4 separate regions of the Mus musculus genome follow, and regions 1, 2 and 3 are each linked to region 4. A link is a contact called in public Hi-C and HiChIP or PLAC-seq data. All regions are on one chromosome and are shown on one strand. The core of a region is the stretch at or near the end of the contact, and the rest is flanking DNA. Distances in the headings are between cores, read along the strand shown. Region 1 overlaps Dcp1b (decapping mRNA 1B). Region 2 overlaps Erc1 (ELKS/RAB6-interacting/CAST family member 1). Region 3 has its middle 16 kb from the start of 3110021A11Rik. Region 4 holds the start of Fbxl14 (F-box and leucine-rich repeat protein 14).

Region 1 (3,320 bases), core at 303-2,802, 260 kb after region 4:
AACACATACAGTGTATGCCCAAGGCCTTTGTTTTAAAAATCATGAACAATTTCTGAGGACCTACTCTGAGCTATGTGATGAAACAAGTAAAAAAGATCAAGATTTTTAAATAAATAAAATAAAAATAAAAATAAAAATAAGTACAAGGACCATTCCAATCTTTAAAGGCAGCACGTTTTCTGCCACTGCATGGCAAACCATGGGAAACAGACCTGGGCAGACCTTCAGATGCCATTACAGGCAGCTGGTCAACAGATTCTGGCTCACTATCCCAGTAGCTGATGGGTAGAGGCAACCATCCTCCCAGAAAGATACACTATTTCTAGCAATCACACTATGTTCCCTTCTCTGGCAGCTTGTGGGTGGTATACTTGTTCCTGCCTGGTCTTCATAATACTGTGCACCTAGAAGGCAATACAAACAATAGTATCTTTTCTGTTATTTCTGTTTACTTCAAGAACCTACAAGATCGTTGACTGTGTAGAAACGTGGCTACTAACATGTAGGAAGCACTCAAAATCATACACCCAGCCAATGTGCAAGCAATAACCAACCATAGGGTGAAAACCAGGAATCAGCCAGATGTTTGCATCCTAAACTGTTAGAGACAACTGCATGGGTCTTCATAGTCAAAGACTAAGTGTTTTTCCACCTCTGGGCTGGTCTTTAGGCCTTATGACATGTGAACTCTACAAACAAACCACCTCTAAATGGCAGAGGAGCAGCAGGCAGACTAAGCACACAGAAGCGTCTCTATGCCGGCAAAAAGACAAGGTGAAAGCCAGAGACCCCAGGGGCTTCGTGTAGCTGTTCTAATGGGGACCCATGTGATACATGTTCCCTGTAGCCCAGCAGCCAGCTGCGGATCCCACTGCAGTCCTAGAGCAGCCTTCTCCCCAGTACATATTTACCTGCAGAAGAGGAGCCTGCTTCTCCATGCTGGCTGTCTTGCTGACCCAGGCTTCCAAGGGCTTTTCTGTCCCTGATCCCTGGGCTGACACAGGGAACCTGGCTGCCAAGGCTGGCCGGGGGGCCGCCTGCTGCTCCTGGTGTACTACCTGGAGCTTCCTTAGCAGCTCCTGCGTAGGGAGCACGGTGGGGCTGCTCTCCTGGCTGCCAGAGAGGGACACCGCTTGTGCAGGCAGTGCACCCTGCTCCTTCCTGAGAGCTTGGTGTCCTGGGGCGGGAGGTTGAAGGGGGCCACTGAAATACACCAGCTGTGATTGGGCCACACTCTGGCCCGGAGCCACCTGAGTGGCCACAGCTGGACCGGTAGGCGCACAGGGGTTATACTTATGCACTGCCCCAGGGGCACCTTGAAGCTGCTCTAATAGCTTGTGGCCTCTGCAAGTGCTCTGTGTGCAGTGTGCAACCCTGCCATTCCAGGGGGACCCCAGCTGGACAGGACCAGGGAGAATTCCCCCGGCAGGACTGGGGCTGCCACTTTTGCAGGACCACTGTTCAGGGTGCTGAGGCAGGGGGTGCAGCCCCGGGCTCCCGAGCATGAGTTTCTGAATGGCCGGGCAGAGCTGCTTCTCCACCGGGAGTGAGAGCTTCCTGGGCTCCTCACAGGACAGGGAGCATGCGACCCCGTGATGAACTGGACGCGTCTCTTGCTGCTGCTGGTGGTGATGGTGGTGGTGGTGGGCAAAGGTCCGGGAGGGCTTTACAGTTTCCTGACAGGGAGCTTTGTCTTGTTTCCCAAATAGTGCTGTTAAAGATAAGTGCTGAGGCTCAGGGTCCGAGGTCTGGGGAAAAAAAAAGATATCCCAAAATAGGTTCCCACCATTTAGTTGTGGGAGGGAAGGCTGTGAAGCACAGCTCAGCTAACCGATGGCTTCCTCTAGTCACAAAGGGTTGCTGACAGAGCTGAAATTTATTACCTTGGAAAGCCTGAGACCTTTGAAGTGTCTAACATCTTCACAGCATCCTCCTCCCTGCCCCCAGGACTGTTATACCACAGTATCTGGTCTGCTGATAAAGCATGCCAGGAGTTTGCAGCTCACAGACCAGGGTGTACAATTATACTCTACAGCAGAAGACTGCACATCTTCATGGTAACCCATCTCTGCAGCCAGGGTCCATCTAGGGATGCTGAGAACAAGACGTGCTGAAAATAGAAGAATGTAGGAGCGAAGGATCTTGGCTGCTTTCCACAGAACTATAGAAAGCCAAGGTTAGCGAGAAGCGGGTATTCTAATCTAGTGTGCAAGGACCAGGTCTATGCAATGCCTTGGCCTGGCTGCTGCACCGCTCCTGCCCTCTTCCTCCTGAGCCCTTCCTCCTTCTGCACGTTCTGCTTGAAAACATAAGCTCCTTTCTAGAGCTGCTTGGTATCTCTACTAAAATGAAATAAAACATTCTCCTGGAAAGCAATAAAACCCTAAAATAAGTTAGAAAATACTTCCTTATTTTTTTAAGAATTCAAAACCTGATTTACATTTGTCAGTCATTTTATATATTTTGGCTCATGCTCATTTTTGGAACTTGTTTAACTCAATTCCTTGAAAAATACCTCTTTACTTAGGAATAACTTTGATGAAAGAACAGATCAGGGCCCTGCTAATCAGCAAATTTTGTCTCTGCTGCACTGTTCTGAATAGCACACAGCACACATACCACCACAGGCCTGTGGGGCTTAGACTACCCCCTGGCCCAGCGCTAACCCAGAACGGGCCCTGGAAGCTGCATGCAGTGCCTGGCATTGCCCCTGGAACAGAGCATTGCTCAAAACTGTTACATTGTATTGTGCTGCCTTGATGGCTCCTCCTCCAGTGGCCTGGGAAGTCACCCATCCTAGAAGAACACAGACCCAATGGCTTATGATTCTGTCTGCTGACACTTGTCATGAGCCATGAGCACAGCACATGGTAAGTGGGACAGTACCAGGAGGAGTGTCAGTTTACACAGTACGAATGAACAGTGCAGCAAGACCCTGCCTTTCTCCACTGACCTTCAGTGTCCTTCAGCACTGGCCGGCCCTCCCTGTAGTACACGGGCAAAGCTCTTTGAGAACCCTAGAGAGGTAGCAGATAAAGGCAGAGCGTTTCCTGGTCTACAGTCACTCCAGGTTCCATGCTCAGACTGTGAGATCTGGAGCTAGGAGCCTCAGTGAGAGAGGCCGTGGGACATTTGTCTTTCTGGGGCTGGCCTGCCTTACTCAGGACGTTTCCTAGTTCTCCCCCTTTACCTACACATCTCATGATTTCATTTCTCTTTACAGCTGAATTGTACTCCACAGTGCATATGCACCACGTTTTCATTATCCACTCGTCATCTAGGATGTTTTTATTCCCAAGCCACTGTGAAAAGACTGGACA
Region 2 (3,332 bases), core at 114-2,613, 270 kb before region 4:
ACTTCGTGAGTTTTGTTCTTATTTTTTAATAATCCTATCAGAATCACTTAAGTAGCTACAAAGTTCAATGTTGTGTAATGACAAATCCAGTAGGTCTGTCTAATTACTGTAGAAAGTTTGTAGAAGTAAGTTTCTACAAGAACTTCCTGCTAAGAGAGGGAAAACATGCATGCTCAAATCAGTGTAGTTACTGAGTTTGGCTACTTCTGTTCTTAAAGCTCATTCCCCTTTACCTTGGGAGAATAAGTGCAGTGGGTTAGAGCCTTGTTCTGTTTTTGAGACAGGGCCTCCTGTAATTCAGGCTGGCCTTCAACTTCTGATCCTCCTGCCTCTACCTCCTGAGTTCTGCAGCTACAGGTGTGTTCTGTGCCTTGTTTATGTGTAGCTGGAGATTGAACCTAGGACGTAATGCCTACTAGGCAAACTCTTTACCTGAGTTTCATCCCCAGGCGTTTTTAGGACTCTTTATTAGTACTGAGGATCCACCTGCTTTTAACTGATATCTGAAAGCTAAGCCAGTGTCTGGAAGTTTTATAGTTCATGGATGTTCTTGAAATGGAAACGTCCAAATACTATGAATATATGTTAAAAAAATTAAATCCACATTTTATTTCACAGTATTTATTGTAACTATGCCTTGCTTCTTTTAGGCTTCTCTCTTGGATATCAAAGAGCATGCTTCTTCCCTGGCTTCCTCAGGACTCAAAAAGGACTCGCGGCTCAAGACCCTAGAAATTGCTCTTGAGCAGAAGAAGGAAGAGTGCCTAAAAATGGAGTCACAGTTGAAAAAGGTTGAAGAAAAAGTTACCATTATTGTTTTTCTTTACATAGGAACACTGTAGATAGCTCTGAGTGCCTTTTTTTTTTCTTTTTCTTTTTTTAAAGTTAAGGATTTATAGTGACAATATAGAATTTAGAGTTATTTTTATTTTTTATTGTTTTAAGGTATTGCAGTTATAACCAAATACCTAAGATAAACAGTACTGAAGTAGGAAAAGATTTATTTAGCTTTGTAGTTTGAAAAGTTACAGTCCAAGGTTAGATGATTCCAATGCTTCTAGTGTTTAGTGAGGCAGAACATCCTGGCCACCAGGAAAGCAGCAGATAGAAGCGAGGACAAAGTGTTCATCTCAGATCGTGTCCTTAGTGATCTGCTTCCTCTGCTGAGATCCCACCTCTCAGTCTGACCCCTCAGCGGTGCCATCACAGTGTGGTTCAGGGATTAACCCACAGATTTGGTCAGATGTGCTGTCTCGTTTCCAATCACCCCAGTAATGAACACTGGCACATCAAGCTTCAGCACACGGAGGAGGAAGACTTTGATCTCGGGGATGGGGTGGGGGTGGGGTGGCTTCTAGAAGGTTCCTGCAGACTGCGCTTTGCTGTTTCTCTTTCCCTTTGCTCATACCATTCTGTAGTTTTCAGTCACTCCAATTAGGCTAGACATTTGATAGTGAATTAACATCCTGGCTTGTTACTAGAATCATTTTTGAAGTCTGTGCTATTTTAACAGTTCCATAATACATATTGTACATTTTGATTACTGTCACCTTCTCTCCCATTTTCATTTTTTTTACATGCCCCCCAAGTCCCTTTCTTGAATTCAGCTTTTGTTGTTGTAATTGTTGCTGTTGTTTTTTGTTTCTTGTATGACACTGAGTTTAAAGCCAGGTGTCTTAGTTTACATTCTGTTGCTGTGATAAACACCTTGGCCACAAACAACATGAGGAGGAAAGGGTTTATTTCGAAAAGCTTACAGTTCACCATGATGAGCAATGAGGGCAGGAACTGAGGCAGAGGTTATGGAAGGATGGTTGATCTCCATGGCTTATTATACAACCATCTGCCCAGGGTGGCACTGCCCACATGGGGTGAGCCTCGCCACATCAAGAATTAGTTAATAAAGTACTCCATAGACTGTAGACAGCCTGATGGAGGCAATCTCTCAATTGAGATTTCTTCTTCCTAGACGCTTTTAACTTGTGTTAAGTTAATAAAAACAAACCAGCACAGCAGGGCTGTGTGACCATGGTTTGGTGTTAATGAGTGGAACATGTTGAGCTCATCAGTGCTGACCACAGTGTTTGCCACTCACCTGAAATCTATTCAGTAGATCATAGTATAGCAGGATGGACTAGGACCACATAGGACCCTCCACAATTCCCAGTTGACTGTTGACAGCAGTCCCATCTCCTGGAAGCCTACTGCTGTCAGCCACATGAGATCATGACTACATCATGCCCGCAAGGTAGCATTTTTCCTGCATATGTCTCACCCTTACATTCTTAATACCTTCTCTTCAGTTATGCTCCCTTAGCCCGAGAGGGAGTGGTATATGTTGTTGAGGGCTGAGCACTAAACCATCACCTTTTCTTAGTATCTTGAGCAACCATGAGTCTTTTGCATTTTGCCATTTCTCATTCCAAAGACAACATTATCTGATTAAGACAGAGAGTAATATACATGGGTATAATTATAGATATTTAGAAAGCAGCTTGGCACTATTTCAACTTAGCTAAAGACCAGCACTAAGTTACCCCTTAAATAATACTAAAACCCTAGTTGTTTTAATTGTGTTTATAGCATTAGAAATGTTAATACTTATTGTGTAGTGGGCCCCCAAACTAATGATGGAGTTCTTGGTTGTCCCCATAACAGTAGTGTCACTATTGCACCGGGGGTGGGGGGTGTATCTTGCCTGGCAAGTGGTGTTAAAGTTCATCGGGTTCTTAGCTAGAGAAGAGCATTGCTTTTTCTCCCTTAGTAGCATGCAGTGCACCATCCTTGCTATGAAAGGGGGCTAGTAGAGAGGACACTTTCAGCTCAGTTCTGGTTTGTTTGTATCCCTTTTACTTCTTTCTCTTATTGCTGTGTCCAGGACTTCAAGTACTATATTGAATTTTAATGTAGAGTGGACACTTTTGTCCTATTTCTGATTATATTGAGAATGCTTTGAGTTTTTCCCCCACACAGGATCATATTGTTTATGTTTCCCATATATAGTTCTTACTAGGTTGAGACAAGTATTTCCTATACCTAGTGTATTAAGAATTTTTATCAGGAGGGGATGTTGGATCTTGTTTAACACTATTTTGAATCTTTTGAGATGATTTCTCCTCTGTTCACAGTATTTTTATGTTTGTTTGCATTTATTGTTTTATTTACCGAGACAGGGAGGGTCTCTATAGACTTTGCTGGCCAGTAACTTGTTTTTGTACCTGTGCCTCTGCCTTCTGAGTGTTAGAATTTCAAGTGTGTGCTTCCTGTCTTAGGTTTACATCTTGAATTAAATATGCTACTCTATTTGCAAAGTTGACTAGTTCACTTATTAA
Region 3 (3,714 bases), core at 261-2,760, 390 kb before region 4:
ACTATGTTAATTCTGCCAATTCATCTTCTGAGATCTTCTTCAATGACTGTGACGTTTAATTCCAACGTTCAAGAGGCAGAGGTAGACTACTAGAGGTGCAGGGCCAATTTAGGCTAGCTACAAGAGTTCCAGGCTAGCCAGAACTACAGAGTAAAACACTATCTCAAAATATGGGGGCTGGAGAAATGGCTCAGTGGTTAAGAGGGCATCCTGCTTTTACAGAGGACTTGAGTTCAGTACCCAGCACACATAACAGGTAGCTACTAATAGCCTGTAAATCTAATACCAGGGGAATCTGACTCCTTGGGTACCTGTACACACACACACACACACACACACACACACACACACACACACACCCTCTTCCTGCATGTGCATATACACAATAAAAATAGATCTTTAAAAACAAAAACAAAATTAGAATTTTTCCAGGCATAATGGTATTGTGGTAGAATTGTTTGTGCTTGGGAGTTTGAAAGCAGCCTAACCAACACATGCCATCCTCTCTATGCATGTGTATGCATGTTAGTGTAGAAGACTATGCAGGTGTACATGTGGGTGGGTGCCTGTGGCAGTCAAGAGGACAACCTTGGGTATCCTTCTCAGGAATACTGTCCACATTTGTTGAGGAAGGGGCTCTCATTGGCCTAGAGTTCATCAATTAGGCTAGATTGACTAACCATTGACTAACCAAGGGACCCTCCTTGGCTCTGCCTCCTGTATTGGAATTGGAATTACACAAGAGTGCCATAACACTTGACATTTAGATGGATTTGGGGGATCAAATTCAGGTAGGTCCTTGTGGTTTTAAGGCAAGCACTTTGTCAACTGAGCTAGTCCCACCCCAAAGATCATGTCTTTTTTAAAGAAAAAAAGGTACTGGGGCTGGAAAGATGGCTCAGAACTATTTTTCTTTGAGAGGACTTTAGATCAATTTTCAGCACTCACAACAACTGTCTTACTACTATTGCTTCTACTCCAGCTCCAGGGGATCTCATGCCCTCTTCTGGATGCCGCAGTTACCTACACTCATGTGCACATATCCACACATATATGTATATATTTAGTATATATACTAAAAATTTTAAATCAATAAAAAATATCTACCAAGCCGGGCAGTGGTGGTGCATGCCTTTAATCCTAGCACTTGGGAAGCAAAGGCAGGCAGATTTCTGAGTTCGAGGCCAACCTGGTCTACAGAATGAGTTCCAGGACAGCCAGGGCTACACAGAGAAACCCTGTCTTGAAAACACAAACAACAACAACAACAACAAGAAAATCTACCAAAAAGTATTATCTTGGTAAAATGAGTTTTGTGCTTATTAATTTGCTCCTTTGTTAGGAACACGTCATCATTTATGTTGCTCATGAATCTTGCTTCACCTCTCACTCTGTGGATTAGTCAGGATAGCAGGCTGGAGGCTGCAAGATCTGGTTTTCAAGCCAGTGCACTCCATGACTGGCAAGGAAGTGCTGGCTCCTGGCCCAGAGTGCATCTGAGTTCCGGGCTCAGTCCATGTTCCTCTCCGCATGGGCTTTTTCACCAGCTGCCTGGAGTTTTTCCTGGCATATGACTGGGCACTGAGAGCCAGCATTCCAAAAAAGCAGAAAGCTGCACTGCCTCCGATTATCTAGCCTCCAAAGAAAACGCAGTCTTCCCTCTCAAAGACAGAGTATCAGAGTATCAATGTAAGGACTCGTGGAATGGGGGACAGTAGCGCCTCATTTTGTGAAGTTACCTACCACAGAATACTAACACATCGTGCCAGGCAATGAAGTGGCTTCTAGATCTCCGAGCTTCACATGCAAGCCGGGCTGAACTGGAAGGATCTGGGTGGCACAGGATGGATGTAGTGATTCAGAGGTCTTGTGCAGAGAATGGAGCTGGGTGGGGTGCTTCAGTGGCAGGAAGGCTTCAGGAGGTGGGAAGCATTTTCTTTAAGCATCACCATGGTAGTTATTAGTAATTTGGCTAGGTTTCAAGACTAGTTACTTTGTCTCATTGTTGAGGGTGGGTCGGTAGATAGGGTATTTTTACTGCCGTGTTTCCTGCCCTTGTCTACTGCATGATAGCAGTGGTACAGCTTGCCAGGTGGGTGCAGGGAACTGAATCTGGGTCCTCTGGAAGAGCAACAAGTGCTCTTAACTGCTGGGCCACCTCTTTAGCCCCGTACCCTACTGCATTTAAATGTATGATTTTCAGGCTAAGGGTGTAGCTTAGTGGTAGATCACTTGCTGATATGAGCCATGAGTTTGATTCTCAGCACCTCAAAAAAAGTTTAATTTTATCCATTTAACGTATTTTAAGAGGCGGGGATGTAGAGTGCTGGCCTAGAATGCACAGAGCCCTGGGTTCTAGCCCCAGCACCAGGACACGGAAGAAGAAGGATCAGAATTGTAAGTCAGCTTAGGTTACTAAGGGAATCTGAGGCTGCTTCAGCTACGTGAGAGATTGTCTCAAACAAACAGCAACAACAACAGAAAACCCTAAAACCAAGCACATCACCTATCTCTCAGATTACTACGCCTTCTCTTGAATTAGCTTTGGTCTAAGAATACACCTATGGTAGTGGAGAGATGGCTCAGTGGCTTGGAGCCCTGGCTGTTCTTTCAGAGGGTCTGATGCCCTCTTAGCCTTCCCAGGCACCAGACAGAAAAGTAGTGTACCATATACTCAACCAGACAAAACTCTCATACACATCTTTTTTTTTTTTCTCTTTTTAAACAAAATCTGTGGCTGTATGTGCATGCTTGTAATCCTGGCTCTTTGTAGATTGAGTTCATGGCTAGAGTTAGCTCCATGGAGTCATGCTTCAAACAAACCCAAAGAAGAAAGAAAAAACTCACACTTGTAACAAAGTAGGCTTTTGATTCACCATCTCCCATGGAGGAAAGAACTGAGAGATGGATACAGTAGCAGATGCTGTAATCCTAGGCCTTGGGAAGCTGAGGCAGGAACATCACCATGGACTTGGGGCCACCCTAGGCTACCTAGTGAGTCCCAGGTCAGCCTTTGTCACATGGAAAGAGCTCCTATTCAAAAAAAAGGGTGGCATGGTGCTGAAATAGAAGATGGTAATTTTCTTCTATACTTGAGTTATAAGGACAGGCTAGTGTGATGAATGAGGGATGCCCTCCATGGTCTTGGGTATCTGGAGACTTGGTCCAGGAGAAGTGGTTCTGTATGGGGAAGTTTAGGTGTAGCCTTGCTAAAGAAAATATGTCTCTGGAGGGCTTTGAGAACTTAAGACCTAGTCCTGCTAGACCTGTCTTTGCTTTGTGCTTTGACTTTGAAGACGTGAGCTCTGGGATTCCTGTTCTGGCTGCCATTGCCTCTTCTCTCACATTATGGACTCTTACTCCTCTGAAACTGTAAGAAATAATCTTTCTTCCTTTAAGTTCCAGTGGTCCTGGTGTTTTATCACAGCAAGAGAAATATAACCAATACAGCTAGTAGTGGGGACTTCTGTGGAAAGAGCAACTATAACAATATGTGTAAGAATTTTTAGATTTAGAAGTCCGGCGGCATACACCGGAGATTCCACCACTGGGAGGTGGAGGCAGAAGCATCAGGATTTCAAGGTCAACCTTGGTAACAAAGTGTGTTTGAGGCTAGCCTGGAATATGTGAGACCCCATTTCAAAGCCCCCTTCTGAAATAAACCAACTAAATTAGATACATTTCTAGTACTATATCAGTATTCAAGCATGAATA
Region 4 (3,482 bases), core at 741-3,240:
ATGATTTCAAATTTCTTTGAAAACTAAAAAGGAAGCAGATAAAAAACAAAACAAAAAAACAGAACAAGAACAAAACCAGAACCGAAGTGAGTTGCAGATACCAAAGGGGCAGCGATGAGAGGAGACTGGCTACAAAGTGGATGAGAAGGCTGTTCAAGTCGGGCTTGCTTTCTACACGTTTGGAATTAAAAGCCAGATCACAGTATCCAAATGAAAGTGTAAGTGAAGGCAGGCATCTTTCCTCAACTCCTCGGGGTTGAAACGACTAGTCCCTCCCCGCCCCCACCCCATTTCCAAATGCAGTGCCCCAGGATACAGTTGTCGGTGGCTGAAAGTCTCCATACCCTGCAGAAGAGTGGGCAGAGAAACAGCAGGGTCCATCTCTCCCCTCACTGGGAAAGGAGAGTGGGTAGAGGGAGCAGAACAACTCCAGACGCAGTGGAGAGGGGCGCCAGACTAGGAGAAGAGAGCCCAGGCTTCCGTCATCGCCCCACCGCGGCCACTGCCCTGAACGTGTAAGTGCGCGCGTGAGTGTGCGGAACAGTGGTGGTCCTGGGATGAACAGGGCGGGGCGGGGGAACTGGAACTGCCGCCCTCACCTGACCTTCTCACTGTCCGTCATCTGCCAAAGTCCCAGGTTAAGTACCTTGAGGCAGGGCAGCTGCGTGATGCGCTCCAGGCCGCGCTTGGTGATCCTGGTGCAGCCGTACAGATCTATGCCCGTGAGCTGGCTCAGGTGCTCAGCGATCAGCTCCAGGCCCTTGTCCGTGATGCGCACACACTGTCCAATGTTGAGCGTGCGCAGCCCGTGCATCTGCCGCACCATGCGGTTGATGCCATCGTCACTGATATGGCAAGAGCAAAGGGAGAGGGACTTGAGGCCGTCCAGTCCCTGGGCTATGTACGCCAGACTCTGATCTCCCACCTTGTCACAGAACGACACATCCAGACCGGAAAGGCGCAGGCTGCCCATGGCCAGATGCATGATGCCGGTGTCGCTGATGTTGTCGCAGGAGCGCAGGTTCAGGCTGCGCAGGCTGCCCATGTGCGACAGGTGCAGAAGGCCCGCGTCCGAGATGCCGCCGCAGAAGCTGAGGTTGAGGAGCCGGAGGCCCGTCAGCCCTCGCGAGATGTGCTTCAGGGAAAGATCCGTGAGTTTCTGGCAGTCCTGAAGAGTGAGCTGCTCCAGGCCCAGGCAGCCCTCGGCAGCGCTGCGCGTCATGCCGGCCAGGTGCCCGATGCCCACATCCGAGAGGTGGCGACAGCTGCGGAGATTAAGGCTCTTGAGGCGCTGCAGCCCCCAGGCAATGAGCAGAAGGCCGGTGTTGGTGATGTTGCTGCAGCCCCCCAGCTCCAGCACCTCCAGGCCCTTGAGGTACTGGGCTATGCGGCCCAGGCTGCTGTCGGTGATCTGCTTGCAAAGGCTCAAGTTGAGAGCGCGCAGCGAGCCGATCTCCTGCACGAACGCGTGGCCCAGGCCGTTGTCGGTGAGGTTGTAGCAGCCGCTGAGGTTGAGGCTCTCGATGTTCGCCATGCCCTGGATCACGTAGCTGAGGCTGCGGCGGAGGCTGAGGATCTGCACGCGGCGGATGCCCCGGGCCTGCAGGCTGGGGAACAGCGACGGGTTCGCCCGGCGCAGGTGCAGCTTGGCCTCCACGCCCCGCCACACCGACTTGTGGTAGGCGGCGTCCCGCCAGGCCGTGCACACCTGCGCCGCGCGACCCTTGTCTCGGACGTCCAAGTAGCCGAAGATCATGGCCAGCAGCTCGGGGAACAGGCACGAGATGTGGGTCTCCATCTTCCTCCCGCCGCTACGCCGCGCCGGGTGCAGGAGGCGCGGGCGCCGCCGCCGCCCCGGGAGGCGCCGAGAGCGGCCCGCCGCGGGCCAACGGCCGCCCCTCCCCGCCTTCCGGCCGGGCCGCCGCTCCTCCTCCCGGCGCGTCCGAGCGGCGCTTCCTTCCTGCCGCCCTTCCCGCCCCCGCGCGGCCGCTCGGGCCTCACATCCCGGCCGGGGCGGGCGCCGCGTCCGCGCCCGCGCGCCGCCCCGCGCCCTGCGGCATCCCGCGCCCGGCCGCGTCGCTGCTGCGCGCGCCGGCGAGGCCCGGGCCGGGCGCTCGGGCTGCGGACGGCTTCCTGCTGCCTTTGTCTGCCGTCCGCGGTTCAAACTGCCCAGCCCCGGGCTGCTCGCACTCGGCCGCTGCGCGGGGGGACTCTGGGGCCGCCGCGCGCCGCTCCTCCCCCGCCTAAGTCGCGCGGGTCCGATTCACGGCCGCGGGCGGCGGGACGCGGCGAACTCACCGGCGTGATCGGGCCTGCGCCCTAGGAGCCGGCCAGCCGCGCTGCGCCCTCCGCGTCCTCCGCGCCGGCTCCCCCGCTCAGTGGTACGCGCCCGCGCCGCCGGAACTGGTGGAGCCGTTTCCTTGGAAACCGGGCTCTGCCCTCGGCCGCGGAGGCTTAACCCCATGCGCGCCGGGATGGCTGGCGGCCTCGCCGCACCGTGCAGCCCTAAAGAGCGCCCGATGGCCCACGGGCTGCTCCCCTCGGTGTCCACGCTTACTCCACGCCCTCTCCCGCCCGCATACTTCATCCTCTCTTGCCCGCATATTCCATCCCCTCTAGCCCGCGTTACTTCTCAGAGCGCCTTTAACCATCTCACCACACCCACTGCCCCAGTCGGGCGGCCTTCCCACCATTCCTTTCTCTTTAGTAGTGAGTCTTAATTTGGTGGAGAAAGTGGCTTTTAGTCAGCATAGTTTGACAGCTCTCGTTCTAGAAATTTCTGGAAGTTGTCCAGTGTGCCTGCCTTCCACAATCTTGTTGTTTCCATACACCCATGTGAGTTCCTTTCCCTTTCAACTTTGTGTCAAAACTTCCCACTGCTTCTGCCCCTGCCTTGCGCTCTAACCTACACCAGGTTTTGTCTTTTTCCTCGGCCACTTAGACTGTAGATTGCACGGCCCAGCTGTACGGATACCTAATACATCTGTATGTGCTGACACACATACACTCTTTGGTCTGGTTAAAGATGCTCCAGCCTTATGCTTTATGTATATTTTATGAATCTAGGGCAGAGCTCAACTCTATACAGTGTAGCCTCGGGTCTTAAATATCTGCATGAAGGATAGGATTTCAGAATTGTATTTTTATGACCCCTGAAGCCAAGAGTTTTTAGTTCAGAGAAAAGGAACCTGAGAATCTTAAATAAGTTACAAGTTCACACATCTAGATACAAAACAACCTGACTTAGCTGTTTCCTTGACTCTTTGGGAACCTGAACAAGACATCATCATCATTATTATTATTAATACATTGTATTTCTTTAATGGGGAGAGGGCATGCTCCACAGCCAGTATCTAGTGGTCAGAAGACGACTTGAAGAAGTCATCCCTCTCCTAGCATGTGGATTCCAGGATGGAACTCGGATCATGAGACTTGGTAGCAATGACCTTACCTGCTGACATCTTGCACTGAACAAGATTTGG

The links. A called contact is a pair of places that touch in the nucleus more often than the background predicts. HiChIP or PLAC-seq counts read pairs in DNA pulled down with a chosen protein or histone mark.
Region 1: a Hi-C map of cortical neurons shows a contact between it and region 4, with 3 times the contacts expected there. The contact joins the enhancer-like site here to the promoter of Fbxl14 in region 4. A contact is called at or near these places in 9 of 39 promoter capture datasets (the 3T3-L1 cell line, 3T3-L1-derived adipocytes, the C10 cell line and 4 more), 3 of 484 Hi-C or Micro-C datasets (cortical neurons and embryonic fibroblasts), 5 of 115 datasets of contacts at active chromatin or transcription factors (acute myeloid leukemia, astrocytes, bone marrow-derived macrophages and 1 more) and 2 of 9 other capture datasets (adipose tissue and liver).
Region 2: an H3K4me3 HiChIP or PLAC-seq map of the SCID.adh cell line shows a contact between it and region 4, with 23 read pairs. The contact joins the enhancer-like site here to the promoter of Fbxl14 in region 4. A contact is called at or near these places in 9 of 39 promoter capture datasets (3T3-L1-derived adipocytes, the C10 cell line, the HPC-7 cell line and 5 more), 4 of 15 datasets of contacts at CTCF or cohesin (the NIH/3T3 cell line, large pre-B cells, pro-B cells and 1 more), 45 of 484 Hi-C or Micro-C datasets (CD4 T cells, CD4 single positive thymocytes, CD8 T cells and 28 more), 33 of 115 datasets of contacts at active chromatin or transcription factors (the 230-238 cell line, CD4 single positive thymocytes, the NIH/3T3 cell line and 24 more) and 4 of 9 other capture datasets (adipose tissue, embryonic stem cells, liver and 1 more).
Region 3: an H3K4me3 HiChIP or PLAC-seq map of neural progenitor cells shows a contact between it and region 4, with 4 times the contacts expected there. The contact joins the enhancer-like site here to the promoter of Fbxl14 in region 4. A contact is called at or near these places in 4 of 39 promoter capture datasets (the 3T3-L1 cell line, the C10 cell line, embryonic stem cells and 1 more), 1 of 15 datasets of contacts at CTCF or cohesin (the NIH/3T3 cell line), 13 of 484 Hi-C or Micro-C datasets (LSK cells, Th1 cells, bone marrow-derived macrophages and 9 more), 18 of 115 datasets of contacts at active chromatin or transcription factors (astrocytes, bone marrow-derived macrophages, craniofacial prominence and 12 more) and 4 of 9 other capture datasets (adipose tissue, embryonic stem cells, liver and 1 more).

The regions. Positions count from the first base shown.
Region 1 is chr6:119,213,198-119,216,517 of GRCm38.p6, reverse strand. Dcp1b (decapping mRNA 1B) reads right to left here. Exons shown (of 9, transcript NM_001033379.3): 7 at 912-1,748. Among named protein-coding and RNA genes, the nearest start is that of Cacna2d4, 22 kb to the left of the region's middle. Within about 2 kb of position 1,552, at least 15 of the 459 cell types and tissues checked have an H3K27ac peak or open chromatin away from gene starts, as enhancers often do. A contact at or near this core is called in cortical neurons, where this site is marked.
Region 2 is chr6:119,747,297-119,750,628 of GRCm38.p6, reverse strand. It overlaps Erc1 (ELKS/RAB6-interacting/CAST family member 1), which reads left to right. Exons shown (of 21, transcript NM_053204.2): 12 at 651-791. Among named protein-coding and RNA genes, the nearest start is that of Erc1, 99 kb to the left of the region's middle. Within about 2 kb of position 1,363, at least 16 of the 459 cell types and tissues checked have an H3K27ac peak or open chromatin away from gene starts, as enhancers often do. A contact at or near this core is called in CD4 single positive thymocytes, the SCID.adh cell line, T-cell acute lymphoblastic leukemia and 5 more, where this site is marked.
Region 3 is chr6:119,862,652-119,866,365 of GRCm38.p6, reverse strand. No RefSeq gene overlaps it. Among named protein-coding and RNA genes, the nearest start is that of 3110021A11Rik, 16 kb to the right of the region's middle. Within about 2 kb of position 1,510, at least 66 of the 459 cell types and tissues checked have an H3K27ac peak or open chromatin away from gene starts, as enhancers often do. A contact at or near this core is called in brain, cerebral cortex, cortical neurons and 3 more, where this site is marked.
Region 4 is chr6:119,478,176-119,481,657 of GRCm38.p6, reverse strand. Fbxl14 (F-box and leucine-rich repeat protein 14) reads right to left here and starts at 1,990. Exons shown (of 1, transcript NM_133940.3): 1 at 1-1,990. The coding sequence starts at 1,798. The coding sequence ends at 596. The region is part of intron 1 of Wnt5b (wingless-type MMTV integration site family, member 5B); the gene reads left to right.